Linked DNA regions of Mus musculus: region 1 is linked to region 2. The links are chromatin contacts, called in public Hi-C maps. All regions are on one chromosome and are shown on one strand. The core of a region is the stretch at or near the end of the contact, and the rest is flanking DNA. Distances in the headings are between cores, read along the strand shown.

Evidence for each region. Hi-C and Micro-C count contacts between places; a contact is called where the count stands out from the background.
Region 1: a Hi-C map of nephron progenitors shows a contact between it and region 2, with 1.9 times the contacts expected there. The contact joins the enhancer-like site here to the promoter of A430027H14Rik in region 2. A contact is called at or near these places in 1 of 484 Hi-C or Micro-C datasets (nephron progenitors), 2 of 115 datasets of contacts at active chromatin or transcription factors (forebrain and neural progenitor cells) and 3 of 9 other capture datasets (adipose tissue, liver and pancreatic islet).

Annotation. Positions count from the first base shown.
Region 1 is chr1:189,429,229-189,432,297 of GRCm38.p6, forward strand. No RefSeq gene overlaps it. Among named protein-coding and RNA genes, the nearest start is that of Gm46177, 70 kb to the right of the region's middle. Within about 2 kb of position 1,428, at least 23 of the 459 cell types and tissues checked have an H3K27ac peak or open chromatin away from gene starts, as enhancers often do. A contact at or near this core is called in nephron progenitors, where this site is marked.
Region 2 is chr1:189,341,650-189,344,527 of GRCm38.p6, forward strand. A430027H14Rik (RIKEN cDNA A430027H14 gene) reads left to right here and starts at 1,402. Exons shown (of 3, transcript NR_165462.1): 1 at 1,402-1,691; 2 at 2,310-2,456; 3 at 2,818-2,878. Kcnk2 (potassium channel, subfamily K, member 2) reads right to left here and starts at 1,704. Exons shown (of 7, transcript NM_001159850.1): 1 at 1,394-1,704. The coding sequence starts at 1,439.

The sequences.
Region 1 (3,069 bases), core at 178-2,677, 88 kb after region 2:
TTTTTACTGAATTAATAGATGTAGAGAGGGTGAGAGAAAAAAAGACCTATAAGAAAAGAACAAGTTATTGTAAAGAAAGGTCTAATCCCAGAGCTGGGGTTATAGTACAGGTGGTGGAATACTTGCATATCCAGTGCAGTGCCCTGGGTTCTATCCCCAGCTCCTTGTAAACTGGCCATCCAGCGCAGGCCTAGAAGTCCAGGACTCAGGAGGCAAAAGGAAAATGATCAGAAGTTCAAAGTCATCACTGGTTAAGTAGTAAGTTCCAGGGCAGCCTGAGCCCTGCTTCAAAGAGTAAAGAAAGACAAAATGTAAAAGCAAAAGAAATATGCGTGCCAGCCTCATGGGTCAGTGAGGGGGGTTAAGTACCCTCTGAAGCACGCTGTTTCCATTACTCCCTGGCACATCGATAACACCCCTACCCTGTAATTCTAGCAGAGTTTCCGCTCAAATTCCAGGAGCTTGATGTTTATAAAGCAAATAAATAAGCGTTCCACTTCATTAAGATCTCCATAAGACATGGAGGGTACAATCTAACGCTTTGCTTTGCAGCCAACAATAAACTGGAGCAACGGCAACCGCAGAAAACATTTTTGAGCGAGGCATCCGTCCAGGAAACAGGAATCAACAGACATGAGAAGGGAGAGGAAAAAAAAGTCACAGAAGCCTGAGTATGGACCTGGAATGACCCACACAAGCAGAGGCGAGAGAGTGAGATGCTGATCAATGTGGGGAGAAACATTCCACGAAGATCTAGAAGGGAGAGGAGAGGGAAGTAGGACTCACCAGGTGACCATGGGTCCTGCTGCAGTCTGGGGTGGGAAGACCCCAGACTCCTCCCAATAAGTAAAAAGGTGGTTTAGCATAAGTGAGGTCCTGCCCTGGGGCTGTTTGAGGTAACTGTCAGATATTTAAGGTGGGAGCAGAAAGCTAGAGTACATAGTAGACTAGCAGCTGTACATATTCTTAATTTGAGTGTTCATTTCCTATGTGGTCCTTTTTCTTTCTTTCTGGGTGGCCCAGGAACACTGATTATCCCAACGCCTATCCTGACTTCTGTATAGTCCTTAATCCTGTAAAATATGTATTCATGTTGATGATCCCAAGTCTTGGCAAGATGTTCTCCTGCTGAATAAATACATGAAGATGAAAACAATGGCAGTACTGGCCATAGAGATCACAGAACGGCTGTTTTAGTTCACACTGTTATTGATATTAGTTTTCACTATTTTCTCCTGCTTGATGTATTCCAGTGATAGTATATTCATTCTGACAAATTGTAATGCTTTAACTACTTCCCCAAAAAGACTTCTGTGTTTTTCAAAGGAGTCTTCAGTACAAATTCTGCTGCCTCAGGGAATGGCACTGAGGAATTCAGGGTCAAGTCAGCCTGCCAAAACCCACATCAACAGAGTCCCCCAGACACCACAAAACAAAGCAGAGAGAAAACAGATGAAGCAGGGAAACAAGCTGACCTCTGCAGGGGCCGCCTGTCTTCCCTTACACTGTGAGGTGCACCTAAAGCAACAAGCAGCTATTGGAGCCCAGGTTGCCAGGAAACAGACGCTTTTCTGCACTCCACAGCGGTCACCAGGAGAAAGCTGACACCTAGGCCTGGAGCAGGGGGTAACTCTTCTCTTGTATTTGTTTTTATTAATTGACAAAAAATGTATTTATCACATTCGGTGAAATGTTCTAAAGTACACACACACATGCACATACTCACACGCATTGTGGGATGGATGGACTGAGCTACATGGATATTATCACATGTAGACAGTAAAGATGTAGGAAAGGAAGCCTTTAGCTCCTGGAGATGGGAAACTAAATTGGGATAGCCATTATGAGAAAGAGTATGGGGGTTCTTTAAATAATTAAAAGCCAAATTATCATAATATTCATATAATCCTTTAATGGACACACACAAACACATGTTAGTGTTTTGTTTAATGAAATAGGTGAGGCAAAAAGATGCATTCAGTGTCTTATTCATTATGTTTTCTTCACAATAGCTATATTACAGAATCAACTGACACGTCCATCCTAGGATCAGAGTATAGATGCCAAAGAAAAATAACCATGTTCATTACTTGTCTCACTGAGAAAAGATACCTAACTTAAGAAAGGAAGGGCTGACTCTGGAACACAGCTGGATGTTGTCCATCAGGGCAGAGAAGTCATGGCAACAGAAACTAAAAACAGCTTGTTACATTGTATCCACTTGGGAAGCAAAGTGCTGAATGTCTGTGCTCAGTACACTTTCCCTTCCTTCCTCCTTCCCTTCTTCCCTTCCTCCCCCCTCTCTCTCTTCCTTCTTTCCTTCCTTCCTTCTTTTTTCTTCCCTTCCTTTCTTCCATTCACTTCCAGGATCCCAACCCAATGGTACTACCCCCATTTAACGCAGGTCTTTCTACCCTACCCCAGTTTACCTAATCAAGATAATCCTTTAGACACCACGAGAGCGCTGTTTCCATGGTGATTTTAAATCCCACCAAGCTGATAATCAAGACTGACCGTCAGCACTTCTCCCCTTGTCAATTTGATATCCAAACCCATTACTCTTAAGCCATAATCTTTCCCCCTAGACTCCTGGCTCTCTCACAATGCAAACTGTTCCGTCCTGCATGAGAAGTCTCCACAGTCTTTAACATTCCAAATCCGTCCAAAAGTGCAGAATCTCTCCTGGGAGCCAGGAAATGTCTTAGCTGTGAGCCCTGTGCATTAACAAGTTACATATACTTCTTCTGTGCATATTGAGGGTACAAGTAATCATCTTCATACAGGAGAAGGGGGGGTATAGCAACTAGAAGCCAGCGAGGGAAAGCACCAAACCCTGCTGTTTAGCATCTTGGGTGGATAAGGAAACAGTCTGAGGCTCAAAGGGCTTGGTGCCTCCACGTGTTCAGCTGCCTGGAGCACATATAGACTCTTTCTTGGGCATCTCTGCTTCCTGCCTGCAGCTTTCTAGGCAAATGTTCCATGGTTCTGGTGTCTGCATTCTCCTTGTCTGAAACCTTAAACGTTCTCACACCTTGTGCCTTGTTGAACTTCGCATTTCCCTTGTCACTT
Region 2 (2,878 bases), core at 152-2,651:
TTCCTAAGTGAGGCTCAGCCCACCACCTACCAGCGTGACTGACTCCCTTTCTGCCAATTCACCTGTTCTGATTACAGCCACAGAGAACAAGGCACTTTTGCTGTATTGACAAGGGCAAGGACACTTGAAATAAGCACTCAGCCAGATGTTGGCTGTTTGGATTTTTAAGAGCTGTTAGAAGTGCTTACAGCAGTTAAAAATCACCATCACCTGTAGCCTCATGAGGACTCAGATTCTGACTAAAATAAAATAAAATTGAGCCCCCCAAAACACCAAAAGACCCCCCAAAAACAAACCATCACAGCAAAGAAGCCCCACAGCACCTCTCTAAGCAAAGGTCCCCCACTCCCCAGAGGTACTGATTTTCAGAAAGCTTTTTCATAGAGAGAATTAGAAACCACCACCAATGTTACCCAGCCCAGCCTGAAATTCCTCCAAGATACTGTCATGATGCACTTGGTGGGGGGAGAGAGGGCAGATATGGTAATGTATTTTATTCTTTTATTTTCTCTCTCTCTCTCTCTCTCCCTCCCTCCCTCCCTCCCTCCCTCCCTCCCTCCCTCCTCCCTCCCTCCCCATTCTCTTTCTGTGTGTGAGAGACCATAGTGTGTGTGTGTATATGTATGACCACAGTGTGTGACCAAAGTATGTGTGTGTGTTGGGCTGATAAATTTCTTGAAGGAGTTTAATTCTTTTAAGCTATGTCCTTATATTTAATTAGCAGAAACAGATAATGCACAATTGGCAGACTTAATGGATAGAATCTGGTGGCATACAGAATAAATATTTTAAAAACAAAACACCCCCCCCCCCACCCCGCGCGCGCGCCTTTCCTGAACCCTATCTAATCTAGATACTGGATTCCCAGCCTCTACTGTTCGGTGAGAGGCGAGGCAGGTCTTTCCACACACCCTTCACACCATCACTATCGCTCCCCTCCCCCATGGTCCTCCTCTTTAAGCTCCTGGTCTCTGGTCCTCATCCATAATCGGTTCTCCCGCCCGCCAGCCACCAGTACCCCCAAAACAGCAGCAGAAACAAGCTTTTAATTGTTTGCCCCAGCACTACTGCGTGTCCCCCATGCAATGGGCAACAAGTGTGATCAGGGCCACCGTGCAACCTGCTTGAGGGCTACTCTCTAGGGCTGACCCTCCTCTCTGGAAACTGTCTTAAGCTGCGCCAAACCAACACCCGAGGGAGGCAAACGCAAAAACCCCAGGCACCAGCGGAAAAGCGCAAGACGGAGCCAGGAATGTATGCGTGCTGGGGTTGAGGTCACCAAGCCCGAATCACATCCAACCCACAGAATGGAGAGGAAGATGAGAAGCTAGGGGACCTGCGTTGCCCTCCCGGGAGAGCGTGCGCGGGCCAGGATGGATGCCCAGGGTCTCACCTCCTGCAGTATAGCCGGGTCTCTCCCGCGAGGCGCTGGCAAGCATGAGGCATGCAGCATTCAAAATGTTTGTTTGTTTGTTTGTTTTAACACAGACTTGGTGCTTTTTTCTTTTCTTTCTCTCTCTCTCTCTGTTTTCTTTTCTTTTCTCTTTCTTTCCTTCTTTCCTTCTTTCTTTCTTTCTTTCTTTCCTCTTTTCTTTTTCTTTCTTTCTTTTTTTTTTCTTTTTTGTTTTTACCAACACGCCATTGTACTCACTCCTTATTCCAAGACGGGCTGCGCGCTCCGAGCTGCACGGGTAGGCATTTTCCCCGGCTTTGTTTTACAAGGTGGGGAGAGCGGGGCTGGAGGCGGGAGGGGTATAGAGGGGGGAGCGTGAGAAGAAACGAAATCGCCGGAAGGAGAGGACACCAGCGGTGGCAGGCTGGGCAGAGGGCGAGGCCGAGGCCAAGTTGGGATCGGACGACGACGCCCCCGCGCGCGATGGGTCACCCCGATTGCGTGGCCGCCTGGGGTCCCGCGCGGGCCCTGGGTGCGCTCGGCCCTTGGCTCCGTGCGCTCGGCCGGCGGCTGGGCTCTGCCCCGGGGCTCAGCGAGGGGGTGATCACTGCAGCCCGTGCGGCCGAGCACCCGGGTGTCTTTGTGCCGCGGCCCTGTGCAGCCCCTCTCCGCATGTCTTTGTGAGGCGCCCCGCCTGGCTCGAGCCCCGCCGGGCGCCCGCAAGGTGGGGGTGTGGCCCGGGGTGGCCCGCCTGGCCCGTAGCACCACTCTCCCCTCGCCTCGCCGCTCTTCCCTCCTTTCCGAACTCCCTCCTCCTGCTCCTGCGGTGTCCCCGCCCGGGCTCGCCTCCCCGCACACCCCTCCCAGCCCTATGCGCGTCCGCGTCGCCCCAGCTGCCAATGCGTCCTCCCCGCAGCGCCCTCGGCCTGCCTCCCGCTCGAGCCTCACCTGCACCCATCACCCAGCGTCCTCCTGCCACCTCTTGCTCTAGCTGTCATGCATGCGTCTTCCATGCCTTCCCGAATCCAGTCCGGGTGTCAAGAGAGACCCCAGATCTCTACAGGTGAGTATCTTCCTCGCTAGCGCCCCTCCACCAGGGTGGCACAGAGATACCATCCCGCTGCCTTGTGAGCCTCAGAGTGGGGACTGCAAGAGTATGGTGCCAGCTGTTCCAGGCTACACTGGGGAAGGGTTAAGCAATAGTCACAGCACTCTCAGGGCTGCTTGATTTGGGCCTGGAGTTCCTGAATCCGAAAGGAACTGTATGACTGAGTCAGGGGAGGATGGAGGGAAACAGACTACATTCTCTGGAACAACCTGCCATCCCATCCCAAGGCTGATGCTAAGGATGCTGAATGCTGTGGGCGTGGGCAGATTTTGTGGGGCTGGAAGACACCAGCCCTCAGGCTGAACTCGTTGGCCAGCCCCTCCCCAGCACTTGGAGAACCCCAGCTTGGGCGACTCTATCCAGACACCTTGGCTGCA